Regions from separate parts of the Mus musculus genome. Here regions 1, 2, 3, 5, 6 and 7 are each linked to region 4. A link is a contact called in public Hi-C, HiChIP or PLAC-seq and promoter capture Hi-C data. All regions are on one chromosome and are shown on one strand. Each heading gives the region's core, a stretch centred on a gene start, on an enhancer-like site or on the middle of the called end of the contact. The rest is flanking DNA. Distances are from core to core; before and after follow the strand shown.

Region 1 (2,945 bases), core at 356-2,855, 1.5 Mb after region 4:
TGTTTCTCTGAACACACACTATATCATATAACAAAGTGCCTTACCTAGATTGGAGAATCCATCCTGAAGAGCCCATAGCCGAGCCCAAGGGGCAGGACCAGGTTCTTCAGGTTCTTGGTCCTCAGGAATAGAACAGAGTTCCTGGGTAGACACTGTCTCCAGCGAGCTCAGAGTCCCAGAACTGGAGTGCGAGGACTGGCTGGAGGACGGCACTGTGCCGGTAGAGGAGCTGGACGAACCCTGATACTGTGAGAGCTCGTGCAACTGAGAAGGAGTGCCTTGGGGCTGGCTGAAGCCACCCTGGGACTGTGAACAGGAAGCACTGTCATGAGCCTTCGAGGAGGTGCTGCTGTGGGACTGATGATGACTCTTCATATCCGACCTCGAAAACAAGAGTCCAACAATAAGGAACAAGGCTCTGGATTCGAGAGTGGAGAAGGGGAGGGAGCAGGAGAGGACTCGGCAGGAAAGTGCACATACTATTCTTGCAGAACCCAAGTTTCCCTACGTTCTCAGCACCAAATCTGGCAGCTCGAGGTTTCCTATAACTCCAAAGTCAGTGGCTCTGTAGTGGATCTTGGCCTCTGCAATCACCAGAGCTCACACTTGCACTTTCCCACACAGATAACATAATTAAAAGTAAAGTAAATCTCTACCCAAAATTAGTCATGTGGCTGCTATAACTCAATGGTAGATGGTTCATCACTTCTCCAACAGAAGCAAAGTACTGGATCCCACTCCCAGTATTGTCAAACATACAAAATGAAGACAGTTAAGGAGTCAAGAGTACAGTTCCCAGCACCCACATCCAAAAGATCACAAACACCTGTAATTCCAGCTCTTGGTGATACAATGCCCTCTATTGGCCCCCGTGCGCACTGCACAGACTTAGACACGTGATTAAAAAAAATACATAAAGAAATTTAAAGGAACGGGCACATTATGACCACCTCAAAATGAAAGACAGGCCCATTCATGAGTGGGGAGAAAAAAAAGTGACCATAGCAAAATCCCAGGATTATGAATAGAATTCCAGAGGCCACTTACAAAGCATTACACCATCTTCCTTCATGTACAGAAGCTGAGAATGGCTTGGTTGTCTCCTATCCATTCCTTGCCATCCTACCCCTCACGTATGCTGAGTATGCAGACGTACCCTCTTCAGTTCCTGCAGAGCCTAGCAGCGAAGATCGGGTTCTCAGTAGGTATTTGGGGAAAGCCATCTAGGGGCTGGCATGAACATTTATAATGTTCGTTATGAAAACTACTTCGCTCTGGCAACGAACAGCCCGGCGTTGTGCCTTCCTATGTGCCCAGACCTGTTTCAGCTCACAAGGAACAAGGAAAGTGAACTTCCCCCCCGCTTCCCCCCCGCGCGCCCCAAGGGCAGATAAAAAGGAAGAATTGACTATGCACAGCGCCCCCTCGCTCGCACAAGAAAGCAGACAAAGCGGAAGCTGCAGAGGGCCCATTTGCACAAGAAGCATGAGAACGGTATTCGACTCCTCAAACACTTAAAGTTTCCCACTTATGACTCACCGCGTGAGACCACCAGGAGCCGCAAACACTGCACAGCCTCCGCCAGTGGAGTGGCGCTAAACCTACGGATACAAACTCCACCCTCAACCAATCAAAAAGCCTTCCTCCCCGGCAGGACCAGTAAGAAAGCCCGAAGATGACTGCCGCGATTAGTCTCAAGGCTTGCTGGGAGTTGTAGTTTAACATGCAGAACGGGACTCGACGTCTTGGTTTCCCGCGGCTAATCCCGCCTCCTCGACTCCCTTAACCAATCAGCAGCGAGACGGTCTTTCCTCCTTTCCCTCGGGTCTTGCTACCTAGGTCAGCGAGCGGCCGTCCCAATGTGGGGATGCGGAGCCCGTGCCCTGCTGGGTGTGTGGGAGGTGCGGCTGGCAGGGTTCCTGGGAAGGAGACTTTTGGGCAGCAATGCCGCCGCGGGGAAGAGCATTGCACCGCAGTGCTGGAACTGCGGTCACGCAAGGGAAGTCGGGTGTGGGGATGAGTTCTTCTGCTCACACTGCCGCGCTCTGCAGCCTCCTGACCCCACTCGTGACTACTTCAGCCTCATGAACTGGTACGGGCGGCGCGTCGTGACGGGAAAGCAGCTCGGGCTTCGTAACCCGAGCGATCTAGGCTTGGGGCCGCGTCTGCGGGGCTGTAATTTCCAGCCAGCTTGGGGGGGTCTGAGGCTGAGGACCACAGTTCAAAGCCATCTTAGGCAATTTGCCGAGACTGATTCAAAACAACTACAAAGATGGATAAGTGTAGGCCATAGGTATAAGTAGTACCTAGTGAGATTTTAGGAGTTTTCCTGAGACGGAGAGGAAATAAAGTTACAGACTGGAGAGAAGATAAGGGTGGAGGCGGGGGTCAAACAGGAGTGAAGTTGCAGATGCCTGTCTGTGATCTAAGCACTTGTAAAGTGGAAAACACAGGTTCAGGAATTCAAGACTAGCAGTAGCTACAAGGACCTTGTTTTTAAACATCAACAAACAGAAACGGACAAGTTTACGGTATAGGGAGGTTTGAGGGCTGAGACTTCTGGAAAATCCATTGGCCAAACTTACAGGAACTGGGAGAGGTTTTTGTTTGTTTGTTTGTTTGTTTTTTAATTTAGCCTCACCTTGAAGTCTCGCCTGGCCTGCCTGGAATTCCACCAACCCCCTCTGCCTCACCAATGCCAGGATTAAAAGCATGCTAGACAACCGTAGGAGATGATACCCCACTTGGAGGCCAACCACACAAATAGGGAACATCTCATCGCAAATAAATTATTTATTTAACGGAGAAAATAAATACAAAACAAGCCAGGTGTGTTGGTGTTATGCCTGTGAGTCCAGCACTCAGAGGGTACAGCTGAGCCTGTACGTTTGATGAGACTCTGGGCTACATGAGACTAGGTCTCAAAAACCGAAAGCAATTAAGAA
Region 2 (2,957 bases), core at 86-2,585, 1.5 Mb before region 4:
GCTAATCCCTTTGTCCACTTCCAGATCCACACTGTGCATGCTTGACCTCCAGTCTTTACCTCATCTATCTCACCTCATCTCCTGCCTGACCCCGTAGCTCACCCTGGAGTGTCGCTTTTACTGGAGGGTATGTGGTCATGGTCTACCAGCCTGTTTACTGGCTGGCCTCACCATCCCATGGACAAGGGGGATTGTATGAGACCAAGGCTGCTGATCAACCTGAGATACAGGCAAAGGAAATCTGTTGGGCAAAGGAACAGATAAGGGAGAAATCCATTGGGGAATGACCCTCCCTGTCTGGCGAGTCCTTGACTGTTGGATTTTTCATGGAGCAGTTAAGACAGGGTCTTACTTTTTTGTTGGTTTGGTTTGGTTTGGTTTTTTGGTTTTTTGAGACAGGGTTTCTCTGTGTAGCCTTGGCTGTCCTGGAACTCACTCTGAGATCAGGCTGGCCTCAAACTTAGAAATCTGCCTGCCTCTGCCTCCCAAGTGCTGGGATTAAAGGTTCGAGCCACCACTGCCTGGCGAGTAACTTTAGCCCAGGCTAGCCTCAGACCCACAGTACTCTTCCTGCTTTGGCATCCCCACCACTAAGATTAAAAGTGAGAGCCACTACACCCAGTTATGTAGAACCCTGTGAGAGGAAAAGCCTCGTAGCCCCAGAGAAAGGAGGATCCTGAGGCCAAGCTGAGCTGTGGAGACGTGGAGAGGTTGGGGAGTATGCACAAGAATGCATGTGACTCACACACAAGCACATGTACAAACACACGTGTACATGCATGCACACACGTACACAAATGTGCATATACACATGTATACACACATGCACACATGAGCATGCACATGTACAAATGCATGCACATACACACATGAGCATACACATGTACAAATGCATGCACATACACACATACATACACACATGTGCACACAAGCACACACGTGTGCACACACCAGCATGCACACACACAAAAAACACTCTATGCATAAGCTCCAAAAAGGTGGGTGATTTGCAGTTCCTGCCCCTCTGCCTCCCATTCTCCATCTCCATTGAGACCCTCCCTCCCTTCTGTCTGGCCTTTGCCTCCATGGCAGGGGTTCTCTCTGGTTGCCTCTCTCCAGTTGCCCATAGAACAAGGCTGTGACTCTTCTCTGAGGTCTCATGTAGAGGTCCCCTCACAGTAAGCACCCCCCATACCTTCCTTGAACTTTCAAGATTGTTATCAGTCCCAACAAACCGCCATCACACTGCCCACCCAGCTTTAATCAGACTTGTCACCAAAGCTGTCACAAACAAGGGGGTGTGGGCGCGTCACGTGACCAGCCTGAGTAACCTCATTCTCGCTTCCTTCTTCCACACCCTGCCGTTGGGGGTTGGCGGGCAGATTGGGACCACAAGTGTCTGGCAGTGTGGACTGGGGCCCTGTCACTGAGGCAGAGTCGTTTGCTTCTGGGCCCTGAGGCAGCTGCCCCATGCTCTGTTGGGCACGGTAAGTCTGATTCGAAAAACCATGGGGAGTGGCTGGGGGCCCAAGGGACAAGGAGCCCGCCTTTGCAAGGTGCCTGGGCCCTTGTGAGTGGTGCTGACGTTCTGGGCCGAGGTCTCCCAGGAGACTTGGGCTTCTCCATCCTTAGCTGAAAATGCTCAGCTACTGCCTGTTTACCAGGCTGGCCTTGCAGTCTCTGTGTGGAGGCTCAGAGAAGCCCGGGTCCTCTGCCCTGAAACTATCCCACCCTTCCTCTCAACTGTGGGAAGCTCAAGGCCAGAGCTGAGACTGAGTCTGGACGAGTCGTGGAGTTTGTCTCAAGGTTGTTAAGGCATGAAACATTCTTTGGGATACTCTCTCTCTCTCCTCCTCTTCCCTCCCTCCCTCCCTCCCTCCCTCTCTCTCAAATCAGATATGGTCTCCATTTGTTCATAGGCTAGCCTGGAACTCTATGTAGCCCAGGCTAGCCTCTTGCCTTGGCCTCATGCTAGGGTTATATAGGGTTATATAGGTTATATGCACCACCATACCAGCCTTCTTGGATCTAAATTTTTATTTTCATTTATTATTATTTATTAACTATTATTTGCATATGAGCATATGGCATGGGCACTTGTGCGCATGAGCAGGCACATGAGTGTTATGCAGTATGTGTGGAGGTCAGAGAATAACTTGGGGGAGTCAGTTCTCTCCCACAGTGGGTTCTGGGAACTGAACTCAGGTCAGCAGGCTTCCCCAGCAAGCACTTTGACCCTCAGAGCCATCCAGCCTCCACTTTAATCCCTTTTTTCTTATTTATTTATTTATTTATTTATTTATTTATTTATTATATGTAAGTACACTGTAGCTGTCTTCAGACACTCCAGAAGAGCACATCAGATTTTGTTACAGATGGTTGTGAGCCACCATGTGGTTGCTGGGATTTGAACTCAGGACCTTTGGAAGAGCAGTCGGCAATCTTAACCGCTGAGTCATCTCACCAGCCCTGCCTTTTTTTTTTTCTTAATTAAATCAGATTGAGAAAACAGTACTTGTTCATAGGAAATTGTTTTTTTAAGTTGGTATTATCATTATCATTGCTATTATTTTATTATTATTATTAATTTTTTTCGAGACGGGATTTCTGTGTAGCCCTGGCTGTCCTGGAACTCACTATGTAGACCAGGCTAGCCTCAAACTCAGAAATCCACCTACCTCTGCCTCCCAAGTGCTAGGATTAAAGGCCTGTGCCACCACTGCCTGGCTTAGTCTTATTATTTTTAAAAGTTTTATGTGTGTGTTTTGAGAGCATGTCTCGAAGAAAAAAAAAGAGAGAGAGAAAGAAAGAGAAAGAGAGCATTCATGTCTGAGCATCACATGTGCGCAGTGCCTTATGAGGTACAGATGGATGTGAGCCTCCATGAGTGCTGGAGATCCTGGTCCTCTGAATGCTCTGAACTGCTGAGCCATCTCTTCCGGGCTCAGTGTTTTTGA
Region 3 (2,860 bases), core at 142-2,641, 1.5 Mb after region 4:
GGTATGTGCGACAACACACACACACACACACACACACACACACACACACACACACACAGAGCCTTTGATTTGGCATTGGGTCAACATGGCAATATACCCCTCCCCAAATGACAATGTTTGTATACATCAAGTGCTCCAACATGCCCATGCAGTTCCCATGTGACCAGACAGGCAAGAAAAACACCTGAGGCAAACCAAATGCCCATGCTATAAATAATCCCAGCATTTGCAGGAGAATCAGCAGCTCACGGCTATTCTATGTGATGAGCTCTGGGATAGCCTGGACTACAGGAAACCCTGCCTCAAACTTCCCCTCTAACAACAAAAGTTAAGTAAAATAATAAATGAAGGAAAACTGATGCCTTCGGTGAGATGGCTCCAAGGATAAAAGACCTTGTTGCCAAGTTTGACAACCTGAATTTAATGTTAAGAGTCACAAAGTAGACAGAAACATCTTTTACATTTTCCTCTGACCTTCACATGACCATGTTCTCAAGTCTCCGTCCCCACATACAGAATAAGCAAATGTAATAAAAGAGAGAAAATGGATGTGGTGGCACCTGCCTTTAATTCCAATACTCAGGAGGAAGAGGCTGAGGGATATCTGTGAGTTTGAGGTCAGCACGATCTACAAAGAGACAAAGCAAGTTCGAGACCAGTCGGGCCTACAATGTGAGAAGACTCAGTTAAAAAACTTTCAATCCCCAGTTCTCAGGAGGCAGAGGCAGGCAGATCTCTGAGTCTGAAGCCAGCCAGTTCTACTGAGTGAGTTCCAGGACAGGCAGGGATACACAAAGAAATCCTATCTCGACTTCTCCAAAAGAAAGCACAAACAAAACAAAACAAAACAAAACAAGTGGTAGGAAGTACGTAGGGCAGAGCTGGAGAGATGGCTCAGCTATTAAGAGCATCTACTGCTCTCCTGGTTTGGTTACCAGTTTCCACATGGCAGCTCATTACTGCCTGAAACTCCAATTCCAGGACCCGACACATACATGTTTAATATGAATGTTTCACGTGTTTATATACACATACACGGTGCATATAAACTCCTGTAGGCACACACATATACATATGAATAAAATAAGTAAATAAAAAAATGCCTAGGGCAGAGCGAGGAGCCACAACCAGAGATAGTTCTGACATTGACATGCCCAGTCTGCTCCGGCCCCGCCCATATCCTGCCTCCTCTCTCAAGTCCCGCCCAGTATAGGGCTGGGCCCATCGAGGCACCACCCAAACTAAGCCCCGCCCCGCCTTACCACCCACGAGGTGTCCTTCATTTCGGACCCGCCCATTGCCAGCTCCGCCGCCTAAGAGGTCTTGAGCTCCGCAGGCCCCGCCCATCGTCCCGCCTCCACGCAGTGCGGCTGCGCCGGCACCTCGGGCTCCGAGGCCCGGGTGCCGCGGATCTTTTGTTTCCCTGCGGGGCTCCGAGCCGCATCGTCAGTCAGGCCCGGACTTGGAGCTGGAGTGTGTCAGAGCTGAGTCCCGAGTCGGACCGGGTCCCGACTGTCAGCGCCGGGAGGGTACCGAGGAGGACGCCGAGGGAGCGCGCCCCTCCGTCCGCCGGCCTGTGGGACTGGGACCCGGCTCAGGCCTGCCCGATGGGGCACGGGGCCCTGGCGATGAGCCCGCGCCTCCGTCCCCGCGTACGCGGCCCGCCGGCCTCCGCCTGAGCCCAGCGCACCCCGTAGCGCCGCCCCGGGGCCCGAGCCCGGGCTCGCGCCCCCGGCCCGCGCGCGCTATGGAGCCGGGCCGCGGCGGCGTCGAGACCGTGGGCAAGTTCGAGTTCTCTCGCAAGGACCTGATTGGACACGGCGCCTTCGCGGTGGTCTTCAAGGGTCGACACCGCGAGGTGGGTGAGGCTCCCGCGGAGGCCTCGCAATCCCGGACTCCCAGCCCAAGGGACACCTTACCTCCGGTAATCCGTAGAGGGACCCAATTAAGGACCCCCCAGCCCGGGAAACCCACCTGCTACTCTAGCTCCAGAAAACTGGAGACGCCAGCCAGCACAGGATTCCCTACCTAGCCCCGAAGTCAGACCAGTTCTGAGAACCTAACCTGGGACTCCATCCTGGGACTTAAATTCCAGGCCGGCTGACAGACACTCACTATCTGTCTGCCTCTGGCAGCCTCCCATTCCAAGACCCTTGGGACAGCCACCCTAAGCCATCTCTGTGTTCCCTGCTTGGTGGGGAGCAGGAGGGGGGGTTGTTTTCAACCCTGAAGGTTCACGTTTGGCTTTTCAGAAGCACGACCTGGAGGTGGCCGTCAAATGCATTAACAAGAAGAACCTTGCCAAGTCCCAAACACTGCTGGGAAAGGAAATCAAAATCCTGAAGGTGAGCCAGCGCCTCGGGGGAGGGGGAGAGGGTGGGTCAGCTCTTTTCTTGCTCATGAGAAACTTGGATTTGTGTCCTAGGAACTAAAGCACGAAAACATCGTGGCGCTGTATGACTTCCAGGTAAGGCTCAGCGTTGGGCTTGGGGGAGGGGTAAATCTATTCTTGCCCTTGTCCCATCCACTGTTGCTTCAGGACCTAGGTTGCCTGGGGCTGGAGCCCCCCTGAGGGCAGATGATGGCTTTAGATTAGTATTTGGTTTAGGTGAAAGGAGCTGGGTTCTGAATGCCTTGTCTCACGCTTGTCCTACTGTGAGGCCACTTAGGGCCAGGGAGACCTCATCTCTGGTCCAAGTTTTTCCTGGCTTTTCCTAGGTTCTGGGGACCTCTCTAGCTTATATGTTGCCTGCATGGGAAGGAAGGCGGCCATCAACACTAATGTTGAATCTCTGGCGATTGCCTGGTTTACATTGTTTGGGTTCAGCGTACCCTGGTGCCAAAGACCCTTTCTTCACTG
Region 4 (3,221 bases), core at 554-3,053:
AAAGCTGGGCCTCTCCTCGTCCGAGTCTCGCTCCGCCCACACCCCGTAGGTGGCCTCCTCTTTGGTCTGCCAATGGCGCTGCCGGTTGGGGTTGAACTCATTCTGGAGATCCCAGTCGGTGATCTCAAAGTTCTCCCTCTCATCGTCATCGTCATCATCAAGGTGGCCTTCGCCATCCCGGTACAAGTGGGACAGAGACATGGCCAGTCACTAGAGGACGGTGACAAGAACAGCACTGTGAGAACCTGGGGCTAGCAGAAGATCCGCCAGTGTCAAAAAGCTATTAATGAGCCTCATGATCCAACTCAGTAAAGCAGCCATTAAACAAAGGGCAAAATGACCAGCTCCGTGACAAGTGAGACAAGTCAGACCCAGCCATCCGAAGGGGGCCTAACGCACAATGCCTTGTCAGAGTCAATCACCATGCACGCGTGGGGCGGGGCCACAGAATGACAGGCACATATGCCACAGAAAGGAAGCAACAGCTCTAAATGTTATTACCTCAGAAACCAGGTTGGTCTTTTTACTTCTCCAGGAAAAGTTGTATCTAGCCAATTTGCAGTTCCAGGGAAACTTCAGAGCATTTTCTGAAATACTATTTCCACGGGACTGAAGGTTTCCTTCCCTGAACGGCTTCTACGGTACTGGAAGGTTGCAGTCTTTCTGAATGCCACTTTGCAGTCACTCCTAGAGGGTAGGGAAAAAACAGTGTTCTACCCAGGTAGCTATTCATCTCTCTCTCTCATAACTGCATTCATTCAGTTCCAGGAGAAGCTTGTAAGGACTGATTAAGATGATACTTTCGAAAAACAAAAGCTCCAACACTTTGGAGGCAGAGAGGCAGATCCATCTCTCTAAGTTCAAAGCCAGCCTGGTCTCAAAACCGACAAAACAACAACGAAAGCTCCGCTCCCAGTAGGTGCTCAAGAAACAGCACCCTTACATCTTTGACTCTAGCAGTAGGGAGGCAGAGACCAGGGGGGTCTGAGTTCAAAGCCAGCCTGGTCTACAAAGCAAATTCCAGGGCAGCCAGGGCTGGCTGCTAAAGAGAAATTCTGTCTTGAAAACAAAAACAAAAAACAAAACAAACAAACAAACAAAAAACAGAAACGGGGGGAAAGGGAGGAAAAAGGAAAAAAAAAAAAAAGCATCTTCTTCCACTCCATGATCGGGTTTCAGGTTCACACTCATTACAAGTCAGGACTGCGAAGTGAATCCTTCAAAATGATTGTGAAAATCATTAACACTTAACACCCCAGCCTGAGTCTAAATCGCGCCTCTATGAACACCTGTGAGTGTGGTTATCACATTCAAAGGTCCCGACCCGACACTGTGTGCATTGCACAGTAACATCCTCACTATGTGACACCAGTGACTGACAGCGTGAAAACGGCTCCGCGGTGACTAACAGCTCCCCCCCCCCCCCGCTGCTCCTCCTCCTCCTCCTCCTCACTATGCACCGGCGAAACTCAACAGGTTCCGACCCCAGCAACCAGCACATGTTGAGTTTCCTCAAAGGAGCAGGAAGCCCTAGGCCCACTCAATTACAGCACCGCCACCTCCCCAGCACAGGGGACAGGAGACGCTCAGCTCAATGTCAGCAGCGGGCCCGGAGCGCAGGGAAACCGTAAAGCCGTCGTCACGGAGCCTCGGAGCCTCAGCCCGCGCTCCCGGGACGCCACCCCGCCGCCTGCTCACCTCGCTCAGCATCCGCGAGAGCCACACAGCCTTCGCCCAGCGTCCCCGAATCTGCGAGGGTCCCGCCAGCCCAAACCCGGATGTGGCCTTTACCGGCGCATCGGAAATACGTCATCGCTCAGAGGCGGAAGTGGCGCGCTGTTGCCCCGGCAGCGACTTCACGCCGGAGGGGGCGTGTCTGCAACCCGGAAGGGCCGGTGATCCCGCCTCGCGCTGCTTCTGGTTCCCATCGGAACTGAGGCTGAGTGGCCGTCTCGTTCCAGGGCGAGCCGTCGCCAGGCACTGGAGTCTTACTTGGCGTTACCAGCGTCACGAGGACACTGAGAGATTAAAATGTCCTCGCGACCCCATGTCGAGTTCTCTCCAGGAAGCAGTTTTATTGTTCTCCTCTTTGCTCTAGTTATTTCTCTGTCGCTGGGAAAGAACGGAGTTGGGGTTTCTTGTTGGTTTGATTTGGTTTTGGTTTTGTGAATTTTCAAGACAGGGTTTCTCATCCTGCCGTGGTGGCGCACGCCTTTAATCCCAGCACTTAGGAGGCAGAGACAGGTGGATTTCTGAGTTCGAGGCCAGCCTGGTCTACATACAAAGTGAGTTCCAGGACAACCAGGGCTACACAGAGAAACCCTGTCTCGAAACCCCCCACCCCCAAAAAAAAGAAAGAAAGAAAGACAGGGTTTCTCTGTGTAGCCCTGACTGTCCTGGAACTCATTGTGTAGACCAGGTTAGCCTCGAACTCGGGAGATCTGCCTGCCTCTGCCTCCTGAGTGCTGGCCTTAAAGGCGTGTGCCAACGCGACCCACAAAGAGCATATGTCATCTTTTTACACATCTTACAAATCTATACATAGTCTGGTGCCATCTCTGGTTCTGAAACTAATTTGTTTTCTCTAATACCCTAAAAGGCTGGGTCCTGGTGGGTTTTGTTGTTGGCTGGACTTATTTTTGTTTTCCCCTGTCAGCTTGATACACACTAGAGATATCTAGGAAAAGGACTCGGTGCTTCCATCGGATGGCCTGTAGGCAAGACTGGTGTCGTTTGCTTGATTCATGATTGATGTGGGACGGCCCAGCCCATTGTGGGTGGGGCCTCCCCCTGTGGTCCTGGGTGCTGTAAGCACAGGGAGCAAGCCAATAAGCAGCGTTCCCTCCGTGGCTTCTACTTCAGTTCTTTTTAAAAATGTCTTTGGACTGTAATCTGTAAAGCAAATAAATCAGTTTCCTTCCCAAATTGCTCTTGGGTATGGTCTTTACAATACAGCAATAAAACCTAACCAAAAAACATGCAGGAGGATTTGTTAGTGAGGCTCTTGGGGAGTCCGTCAGAGCCAATGTGATACTGTGGGATCAGGGTCCCTTCTTGGGGTTTTATGGTCACGTGAATGAAAGCATCTAAGAACTGATACAGAGAGCTGAGGGCGGGCAGTGGGGCCAGGGTTGGGGGTGGGGGCGGGAACGGCAGGCAAGTTGTAACTCATAGCTGCCGGGAGGAGAACGAAGAAGGGAAGAGGCATGGTGGTGTGGGAG
Region 5 (3,239 bases), core at 172-2,671, 1.6 Mb before region 4:
GAGGGCACTGCATGCAGGTGGTGTAATTACATACACAGAGGCATACACGTAAAATAAACACACCAATCTTTAAAAATTGAGCTTTGCAGAGAGTAAAAACTTGCTGAGCAAGCTGCTTCATTCTGGTAGACCTAGATTTACACAACACATAATTTACACACACACACACACACACACACACACACACACACACTTTGCCTAATTTTATTTTATTTACTTATTTAGAGACAGAGTTTCTTTACATATCCCTGGATGTCCTGGAACTCAGTATGTAGACCAGGCTGGCCTGGAACTACTGACGGAGATCCACCTGCCTCAGCCTCCTCAGTGTTGGGACTAAAGGCGTGTGCCTTCTGTTTTGAGGTGGCAGTTTATCTTAATTCCTGCAACAAGAATTCAGGGGTTCTACCACTGAATGCCGACCACAGATTCCTGGACATCTCTGAGGCTAAAACAAAGTGAAAATTCATCCCTCTGCGAATTGTAAAGATGCCTTGCTTTGGGAAATAAATGGCCCAACCCCTCAGCTGGCCCAGATCTCTGGACGCAGTTTCCTTAGATCTTGGTATTTCAAAGCTTGATATTTCTGAAGGGGCTTTGGCTAATAGTGGGATAACCTTACACTCAAGATTAGGAAACTGAAATCCAAAGAGGTGAGTGAAATGGTCCCTGGGTCACTTCATTTGAGAGTAACAGGGCTAGGACACATATCCACGTGCTCATATGGAGGGACTTTAGCCAGGGAGTCTTCATTGCTTCTCCTTAGCTCTCTCTCATAGGTGTGGTCCAGCCCAAGGGTTGCCACCCTGCCCTGGAGAGTAGTGGGAGAGAGCGTGGGTGAGAGGGTTGAACCAGCCCTGATGGAGGTGGGGCTAAGAACTTGGGGCGGGGCTTACGGTTTAAGTACGCTCAGGGCTGTGGGCGGGGCTTGAGGTACAGCAAATAGGATGATCATAGGTTCCCCGGGTCTTCAGGAAATCCGAGCGGGGATTTGCGGCGCTCAACTGGGGGAAGCTAGGTTTTGGGGGCGGGGGGAAACCAAGCCCTGCTCACGGACTCGGTGGGCAGTTAGATGCGCTCAAACGACCATCCTCATAGAGAGGCTCTGCAGGGCCGTGGGTGGAGCTTAAGAACGCCCGCTCTGGTTCTAAAGACCTGGGTGGGGCTGGAAGGAGCCCGTGGGCGTGGCCACCCGGCCATTCAAGTGCCCCGGAAAGCGGGCGTGGGCTCCGAGTCTCCTTGCACCTCCCCGCGCCACCACAGGGGGCGCTCTAAGGAGAGCCGGGCATCTAACCGGGACCTTCCGGAAGTGGGCGTGGTGAAGCGTGGTTCGGCGGCGCTGGTTGGGCGCGGCCCCGGCGCGGGGGCGGGGCCCGCGCGCGCGAAGGCCTGGGCAGCGGCGGCCGCGCCCCTCCCCCGCGCGGCGCTCAGTGCCAGGCGGGAGGCGGCAGCGGTTGGAGGCTTCGCGGGGCTTTGCAGCAGGGACTTCGGCGGCGCCTCAGGCACCCGGGCTCTGGTAAGCAGCGCGCGCTCAGGACGGGGCAGCTCCGGAGCGAGCCCGGGGCGGGCGGGCCGGCCTCCGGGACCCCGCGTGTGAAGCTCTCGGCTGACAGGAGCCGGCGGCGCCGAGTGGTGCGGGGCGCACGCGCATGCCCCGGGCGCTGCGGCTGGGGAATGGCCGTCTGCGGGCAGCCGTGGGCCCGGCAGCCGTGAGGCGGTGTCTGAGCGCTGCGAAGAGCCTGCGGCCGAGCGCTCACGTGGGGCTGGGTCCGCGGGGGACCCCCGGTGTGCGGGGCGCGCCCGGGCGGGGCTCCGCCTGGCTCGCAGTGCATGGCCTCCTGGACCCTGAAGACCTGGGGCGGGGGCGGGCTGCAGTGGCGTGGCCTGGAGGAGGAACCCTGTCCCGGGTGCGGAACCTAGTGACCCGCGGGGCAGGTGGGGCTCAGCCGCGCCGAGATGGCTAGGATGACATCAGAGGTGGAGGGTGGGGACGCCCAGCCCAGCTCTGCCGCCGGTCCCCCGGCGGGCGTACGCACAGCAGCCCTATCTATCTCCAGTGATGTGAATGAGCTGGGGGGAAGTAGCCGGCTGCAGGGCTTTCGGAGAAGAAAGGGGCTTCCTCCCGGAGGGAGGTGCCGGCCCCGACGTCCTTTTTTGGGAGTGTTCAAAGGGTTTTTTTTTGCAGGCTGGAAAAGGAAATGCAGGCTTTCTCTCCGTCGTGGTTTAGAATCACATCCTATATTTGGCCTTCATGTAGGCTGCCCTTGTTTTGTGGTGTCAGAACGGCTTGCTCTACACATTTCGGTCGTGGGATTCAGAGTGAGAAGCAAATTGCAAGTTGTTCGTCTCTCCCGGAATTGCTTCCTGTAAGCATTTGAAAGAGAATTGACCGCAGAGCGTGCTTATTCGCAGGGCCACAATATGTTTAGTTTTGGAAATGGTTGGCACGAAATAATTGTACTCCCATCCCGTGGCCTTCCCTACCGGGATTATATTCTAAAACAGTACTTGCGAGGCTCTTAGTCACCCTATATAATAAAGCGTCTTATTGTCCTTGTCTGGCAGCACCCTGACACCAGGGCCTGCTAGTAGAGGGAAGAACATGATGAAGTACAAGTAGTTGCTTCCTGCCTCCTTCTCGGGTGTGAAGGCAAATGGTAGTTCATATTCCTGTCTGTCCGCAGCTTCAGAGCAGCTGAACACAGTGCTTGGTTCTGGACATGTTAGAGAACACTGACCTAGGGAGACTTGGGGAGTGTGTGTCACACGCAGTGATGTTTGGATAGCCAGCCTGACATTAAACATCGAATCTAGGCGGCGGTTACATATTGTACTGGCTGGTTTTCTGTCTAGCTTGACACAAGCCAGAGTCATCAGAGAGGAGGAAGCCTCAGTTGAGAAAAAGTGAGACTGAGGTTATAGAAAAGCCTGTGGGGCCTTTTCTTAATTGGTGATTCATGGTGGGAGGGCTGAGCCCATTGTGGGCGGGGCCACCCCTGGGCTTGCAGTCCTGCGTTCTATAAGAAAACAGGCTGACCAAGCCATGGGGAGCAAGACAGTAAGCAGCACCCCTCCATCAGCCTCTGCATCAGCCTCCTGCCTCCAAGTTCCCGCCCGCTAGAGTTCCTGTCCTGACTTCCTTTGATGATGAACTGTGATGTGGAAGTGTGAGCTGAATTAACCCTTTCCTCCCCAAGCTGTTTTGGTCCTGGTGTCTCATCACAGCAATAGTAACTAGA
Region 6 (2,906 bases), core at 143-2,642, 1.6 Mb after region 4:
CATTGGGTCACATTACAGATGGTTGTGAGCCACCCTGTGGTTGCTGGGAATTAAACTCAGGACCTCTGGAGGAGCAGTCCGTGCTCTTAACTGCTGATCCATTTCACCAACCCCTATCTTGAGCTTTTAAAAAGATCCTTTATTTTAGAGTTTCATGCATGTATGTTTTGGTCATATCCACCTTCTCTTCATTTCCCCTTATTCCCTACAACTTCCACTGGCTCCTTCCTAACACATTTCCCTCCTGTTTTTTATTTTGAGATGGGGTCTCATGTATTCCAGGACAGCCTCAAACATGATGAATGGATGAAGCCAGCATGAACCCCAGATCTTGCTGCTTCAGCCTCAAGTTCTGGGATTATAGCAGTGGTTCTCAAACATTCTGATGCTGTGACTCTTTAATACAGCTCCTTATGTTGTGGTGACCCCCAACCATATTTCATTGGTACTTCATAACTGTAATTTTGCTACTGCTATAAGTTGTAATGGAAATAAATATCTGACATGCCGGATATCTTATATGTGACCCATAGGCTGAGATCCACTGAATTACAAGCTTGTGCCACGAAGCTCAGTTAATTTCTTCCTTTTTTTTATAGTGTTTTTAAAATTATAATCTTTTGTTGGGCAGTGGTGGTGCATGCCTTTATTTAATCCCAGCATTTGGGAGGCAGAGGCAGGTGGATTTCTGAGTTTGAGGCCAGCCTGGTCTGCAGAGTGAGTTCCAGGACAGCTAGGGCTGCACCGAGAAACCCTGTCTCAAAACAAAACAAAACAACAAAACAAAACAACAACAACAAAAAATATATATATAAAATCTTTTTCAAACTCGTACTACAATCTTACCTCCTCTTGGGTCGTGGTTTCTTTTGCATTTCTGTGATGTCTAATGATGCTGGATGTATTTTCAGACTTCTGCTCACTGCGCCTCAGGCGCCTTTTTGTTCATAGGGCTAGTCCCCTATTTCCCACGGAGGCGGAGCACACCCAGAGGATGCGATCAGGTCCGCTCGAGCTTTCCTAAACAGCCTCCCCCGCTGGAGCGAGTCGCCAGGTGGCGTAACTGAGTGAAACTCGGGGTCCGCCCCCAACTGACGAGGCCACGCCCCTTCCCGAGTCTACCGGAACTTCCCCGAGGCCTGAGGCTCCGCCTTGTACCCATGAGGCCACGCCCCAGCCCGCGTGCACCGCCTCAGCCCCCCCAGCCCTTCCCTGCGCGTGCGCCGACTCCCCTCGTCCTGTCCGAAGCGGTCCCGCCTCGTACGGATGAGGCCTTTCGGAGGCGGCCCTGAGGTGGCTCTCCGCTCTCCAAACTCCGCCCAACGCACCTCCTGCATACAGCTCCGCCCCTAACCGCCTGCTTAAGAAGCCGCTTCGGTCCTGCCTCCGCCGTCAGCAGCGCCTCAGCTTCAGGCGACCCCGCGCGGCTGCGAGCGGCCCTACAGGATAGGTACCGTTAGTCCCTCGCCGCGCGCCGTAGCACCGGCGCTGCTACTTCCTGTGCCCGTGGACCCGGATGTGCCGAGCGGCTGCGGCGCGCTCGAGCCTCCCGGCTGTCCTGACGCGGCGGAGCGCGGCTTTTGCTCGCGGTGCAAGCGAACGGGATAGCGTCAGCGGGTGAGAGGCGGGACGGTGGGTGGTAGGCGGCAACGGCGGCGTGCCGAGCGGTTGTGTTTAGCGGTGCTGCTGCTGCTGGCGTCGCGGCGGGCCCAGGCCGCGGCGGCGCTTTGTCGTGGGCGGGCGGGGCCGAGGGGCCGGGCGGCGCTGAGAGGGGACCGGTCGGTGGCTCGGCGCGTGGTCCGGCCTCAGCAAGGCCCTTCTCTGGTCAGCGCTCTCGAGTGCGCCGTTCTTTCTGGGCAGGCGCGCGGCCGTTTCCGAGCGCTCGGGAAGGCGGGGCTCTTAACGCCCGCGGCACCGTTGGTCCGCGGCGCGCGGGGCTTCCTTTCGCGACGTAGAGCCTTGAGCGGAGACAGAGCGGGAAGGACGCCGGGGATCTGGCAGAGCTCCCCGGGCCGGGGCTCGGAGGTGTACCATCAGCCGCCGAGCCGCTGTCTCCGCAGGTCTGTCCCTAGGTCCAGTATCCTGGAGCACCGCGACTTGGAATTGGGGGTTGCGCTCATCCCTGGCACTTGTCACTTGTGCTCTCGATTATACGTGTGGCAAAAACGGTCCTTGTTTTGTTTCGGTTTTGGTTTTGTTTCGCTTTTCCATTTTAAGTCAGGGTCTTACCCTGGAGCCTTGGCTGGCCTTTTAACTCGCCATTTAGACCAGGCTGGCCTTGAGCTCACGAAGATCCGCGATTCTTGTACCTGGGTGTGTGTGTGTGTGTGTGTGTGTGTGTGTGTGTGTGAGAGAGAGAGAGAGAGAAAATGAATGAATGAATATGAATTATACAATTTGGATGGCCACAAGGCAAACCACATGTTAACTTTAAATCTTCTTTTTACGTATTTAGGTTTTCTGAGACAAAAAGTCTCATGGAAGTCCGAATCAGCCTGGACTAGACTCATTAAGTAGTCCAAGCTGGTCTGTAATTCTTAGCAATCCAGATGCCTCCACCTTGATACTGGGTTTGCAGGTGTGAGACATCATGCCTGGCTGTTTTTATTTACTTGCCATTGAGAGGAATCTTTGTGTCCCAGGCTGGCCTCAGATCCTGGCCTCAGGTTATCTTCCTACCTCAGTCTCTTGCGTATCTGGGAGTGCTGGTTCCTGCTGCAGTGCCCAGCCCCCTCTAACCCCCTTAATTTATTTATATATTTTAAAAAACCCAAAAAAACAAAAAACACATGGTCTCACTGAGTAGTTCTGGCTGTCCTGAAACAGGCTGACCTCGAACTCAAAAGAGATCTACCTGCCTCTGCCACCTGAGTACTAAAGGATTGAAGGTCTACTCCACATCTTCC
Region 7 (2,881 bases), core at 288-2,787, 1.4 Mb before region 4:
CAATCCGGTTCCAACATTTTTAGATGTCTTGTCAAGGGATCCCACGTTCCGAGGGTTTTCATAATGATCCACAACCTGAAATGGCAGATCAACAGAAATCGCTACGGTCTTTACTCTCTCTCTCAGATCAGCAATCTGTATGGGACAGAGGTGGGAGACCCATGTGTGACCCAAACTCTTTCTATCTCCTCCCCAACGACCTTTGTATCGAAGATACTGTCCAAGAAACCGGTGAAAACTCAGACACATCTTCCTTTCAGGGGGCTGTCAACCAGAAGTAATCCCCTGACTCACACACTGTACCAGATCTGGGCTCAAAGCACAACTTCTCTTTTTTACCAAACACAATACACAAAGAGAAGTATGCACTTACAAAAAATCCCGAGAATAAAAACAGCCCCAAATGGAAGAGTTCCCCAGAAGTTTCAAGGTCAGAGATGAGCTGGAGGTTGGGGAACGAACGAGTCATTGGTGGCTGTAAACATAAACACAGCGCTACCCTGTGGCAGGAGCGCCCCCTGGTGCCTTAAGGCTGCCAGCCCGTCAAGGTCCTGCAGCTATAATGTCAACAAAACAACCTTCCCTTTGGGGTAGAAGGCCTTGGGCAAGAGCACCCAAGCCAGAACAGAACAAGCAGCTGTTAAAGTCAGGGACACACTAAGATTTAATAACCGAGCTTTCTCCCGCTAGTTACCAGGAGGCACCCTCATCTGCAGATTGAGTCTAAGCCCTGAGCCCCCATAACGCATCATCTAATCAAGGACTTTGGGGGGGGGGGGAGGGAGTGTCTTGTACATCTGCGGTAGCCTTGTTTTTCGGAGTGAGTCTCCTGTCAAGAGGATTTTAACGTCCCTAAAAGCGTGGGGGCCCGCAAACTACTCTTCTTCTATACTTTCTGCTCCCTACCAATAAACACACAACTGAGAACCGAAGTTTTAATGTTGGGCTAGGTGCTTGGCTGAGCTCGAGGCCATCGGCTCCTAAAAGAGTAAATAAATCGCCATCAGTGGTTTCCCTTGGTTGGACCGAGCGCTCCACGTACGGGGACTTCAGAAGACTCCTGTCAGGTCTGAGAGAAAGGATGGGAGGGGACCAGTGACTTGATCAAGGCCATCTGGCCAGGGCAATGGCTTAGCTGGGGAGGACGCTGGTGCTGTCGAGTGTGCTCAAGCATGCGTGTGTGTGTGTGTGTGTGTGTGTGTGTGTGTGCGTGCTGCCCCTTGACCCCCGGCACGACATACCCGGACCCTCCCTTCTGGGCTGTCAGCCTTGGGACACTCGGAGTGACGGCCGCGGCGGGGCAGAGGCGGCCGCGGGGCTCCTCGGTGCTGGTGATCTGCGCAACGGCGGCAGGTCCCCTCGATGGTTCGCGCACCCCCTCGCCCGCCCATACCTTCTTGTGGTAGAGCCTGGCCGGAGCCGACAGCTCCCGGGCGGGCAGGCGCGGGCTCCGCAGCAGCAGCGCCGACGCCGCCCGCCTCAGACGGCCAGCTCCCGTGGCCGCCGCCATCCTGCCGGCTTGAGCTGCGTCGACCTCGGCGACGCCGGAGGGATGGCGCGCCCGTTCGACGTCACCGCAGCTCGGCGCTTGCGCTGGCGTCTCGGCCCGGCTACGCCCCCTCTGACCGCGCCCTCGGAAGGGGCGTGGCCAGGCGCAGAGCGGGAAGGTCCGAAGCGGCGTGCAAGGTTGTCTGGTGCTGCGATGGGCGTGGGGATGCTCGGTTTCAGGCGTGTTTATGATTCGATCATGCATACGTCCCTGGTAGACTTTTGTTCAGGCTGTGGAGTTCCTTTTCTTTCTTTCTCTCTCTCTTTCTTCCTTTTTTTTTTTTTTTTTTTTTTTTACTAATTCCGAGGTAGCCGTTTCACCCATGGAGCAAATGCATATTAAGTGTACTCTAGGTGTCACTAAAAAAAAAAAAAAAAAAAAAATCCTGGGAGCAAAACGGACGCGATTTCTGGCTCGTTAACCTTGTTGATGAAGGGGAAAGGCAGTGCAGAGGGAAACAGCAACGCTTTTCCGACCTCGAGAACGAGGGGTATAAGAGAAACGAACCCCATCCCTCGACACCTACGTTTGTTTTACCGCCATGCACATCATTCCGAATCAATACTTATTGTAATGTATTATCATTGACTATAAAAATCCACAAAAGCGACTCGTTTAACACAACTACGAGGTACTAGGTGTTACAAAGGGGAGGGAGCTTTATTCGAGAGATGAGACTTTTCCCATGAGATGGTGCATCCGATCGCGGAGGAACTGCAATCTTGTCCGCACTTGAGGGTCGGTTGCCGGGAAACAACCACGCACCGGAGCCGGCCGAGCCTTACAGAAGGTCTTTAGTCCAAAGCGACGACTTTGACCTTCCTAAGATGGCGCCTCGACCTTAACTACGGACATCACGCACGCACCACTTCAGCTGTGGCTGCCACTTCCGGCCCAAAGACCCGACAGCTGTCCACGGTTGTAGCCGGACGCAGGTTATGCTCGTGAGCCTTTTCTTCTGACGGTGGCGTCTGGAGGCGCTAAAGGATAGCATCAGCGGTGGATTCTCCACAGCTTCCTGCTCCCTGAGGCCGTCCGCGACGCTCCCGCTGGTGGCCGAGCGGAGTTTTGATCAGGCAGACGCCGCGGACAGCCCGATGCTCGCCGGGCTTCGGCGGGCGAGGGAAGACCCGAGAGTCGCGGGCTGCGCAAGATGGCGACGACGGCCGCATCTTCGGCGTCCGAGCCGGAGGTTGAGCCCCAGGCCGGGCCTGAGGCCGAGGGAGAAGAGGATGAGGCGAAGCCGGCCGGTGTGCAGCGGAAGGTGCTGTCCGGCGCTGTGGCCGCGGAGGCGGCGGAGGCCAAGGGCCCCGGATGGGACCTGCAGCGGGA

Evidence for each region. Promoter capture Hi-C pulls out the DNA fragments that hold promoters and counts their contacts. A called contact is a pair of places that touch in the nucleus more often than the background predicts. HiChIP or PLAC-seq counts read pairs in DNA pulled down with a chosen protein or histone mark. Capture Hi-C pulls out chosen DNA fragments and counts their contacts.
Region 1: a contact with region 4 is called in a promoter capture Hi-C map of liver, with 2.8 times the contacts expected there. The contact joins the promoter of Chek2 here to the promoter of Tfip11 in region 4. A contact is called at or near these places in 3 of 39 promoter capture datasets (hippocampal neurons, liver and pre-B cells) and 2 of 9 other capture datasets (adipose tissue and liver).
Region 2: a contact with region 4 is called in a promoter capture Hi-C map of pre-B cells. The contact joins the promoter of Selplg here to the promoter of Tfip11 in region 4. A contact is called at or near these places in 2 of 39 promoter capture datasets (neutrophils and pre-B cells) and 1 of 9 other capture datasets (liver).
Region 3: a contact with region 4 is called in a promoter capture Hi-C map of liver, with 5 times the contacts expected there. The contact joins the promoter of Ulk1 here to the promoter of Tfip11 in region 4. A contact is called at or near these places in 3 of 39 promoter capture datasets (hippocampal neurons, liver and pre-B cells).
Region 5: a promoter capture Hi-C map of pre-B cells shows a contact between it and region 4, with 5 times the contacts expected there. The contact joins the promoter of Coro1c here to the promoter of Tfip11 in region 4. A contact is called at or near these places in 2 of 39 promoter capture datasets (liver and pre-B cells).
Region 6: an H3K27ac HiChIP or PLAC-seq map of microglia shows a contact between it and region 4, with 7 times the contacts expected there. The contact joins the promoter of Ep400 here to the promoter of Tfip11 in region 4. A contact is called at or near these places in 2 of 39 promoter capture datasets (the HPC-7 cell line and pre-B cells), 2 of 484 Hi-C or Micro-C datasets (CD4 T cells and CD8 T cells), 4 of 115 datasets of contacts at active chromatin or transcription factors (astrocytes, cardiomyocytes, microglia and 1 more) and 2 of 9 other capture datasets (adipose tissue and liver).
Region 7: a Hi-C map of B cells shows a contact between it and region 4, with 10 read pairs. The contact joins the promoter of Iscu here to the promoter of Tfip11 in region 4. A contact is called at or near these places in 4 of 39 promoter capture datasets (the 3T3-L1 cell line, erythroid cells and liver), 3 of 484 Hi-C or Micro-C datasets (B cells, myeloid progenitors and rod photoreceptor), 6 of 115 datasets of contacts at active chromatin or transcription factors (the NIH/3T3 cell line, T-cell acute lymphoblastic leukemia, extraembryonic endoderm stem cells and 3 more) and 1 of 9 other capture datasets (adipose tissue).

Annotation. Positions count from the first base shown.
Region 1 is chr5:110,838,643-110,841,587 of GRCm38.p6, reverse strand. It overlaps Chek2 (checkpoint kinase 2), which reads right to left and starts at 1,605. Exons shown (of 15, transcript NM_016681.4): 1 at 1,540-1,605; 2 at 45-382. The coding sequence starts at 375. Hscb (HscB iron-sulfur cluster co-chaperone) reads left to right here and starts at 1,811. Exons shown (of 6, transcript NM_153571.2): 1 at 1,811-2,092. The coding sequence starts at 1,860.
Region 2 is chr5:113,828,879-113,831,835 of GRCm38.p6, reverse strand. It overlaps Selplg (selectin, platelet (p-selectin) ligand), which reads left to right and starts at 1,335. Exons shown (of 2, transcript NM_009151.3): 1 at 1,335-1,487.
Region 3 is chr5:110,808,612-110,811,471 of GRCm38.p6, reverse strand. Ulk1 (unc-51 like kinase 1) reads left to right here and starts at 1,391. Exons shown (of 28, transcript NM_009469.3): 1 at 1,391-1,858; 2 at 2,253-2,345; 3 at 2,426-2,467. The coding sequence starts at 1,748.
Region 4 is chr5:112,324,951-112,328,171 of GRCm38.p6, reverse strand. It overlaps Tfip11 (tuftelin interacting protein 11), which reads right to left and starts at 1,803. Exons shown (of 14, transcript NM_018783.4): 1 at 1,699-1,803; 2 at 502-687; 3 at 1-210. The coding sequence starts at 201.
Region 5 is chr5:113,906,888-113,910,126 of GRCm38.p6, reverse strand. Coro1c (coronin, actin binding protein 1C) reads left to right here and starts at 1,421. Exons shown (of 11, transcript NM_011779.3): 1 at 1,421-1,516.
Region 6 is chr5:110,769,203-110,772,108 of GRCm38.p6, reverse strand. It overlaps Ep400 (E1A binding protein p400), which reads left to right and starts at 1,392. Exons shown (of 52, transcript NM_029337.2): 1 at 1,392-1,617. It overlaps Gm15559 (predicted gene 15559), which reads right to left and starts at 1,160. Exons shown (of 2, transcript NR_152254.1): 1 at 847-1,160.
Region 7 is chr5:113,771,457-113,774,337 of GRCm38.p6, reverse strand. Iscu (iron-sulfur cluster assembly enzyme) reads right to left here and starts at 1,537. Exons shown (of 5, transcript NM_025526.5): 1 at 1,394-1,537; 2 at 1-75. The coding sequence starts at 1,510. It overlaps Sart3 (squamous cell carcinoma antigen recognized by T cells 3), which reads left to right and starts at 1,938. Exons shown (of 19, transcript NM_016926.2): 1 at 1,938-2,881. The coding sequence starts at 2,703.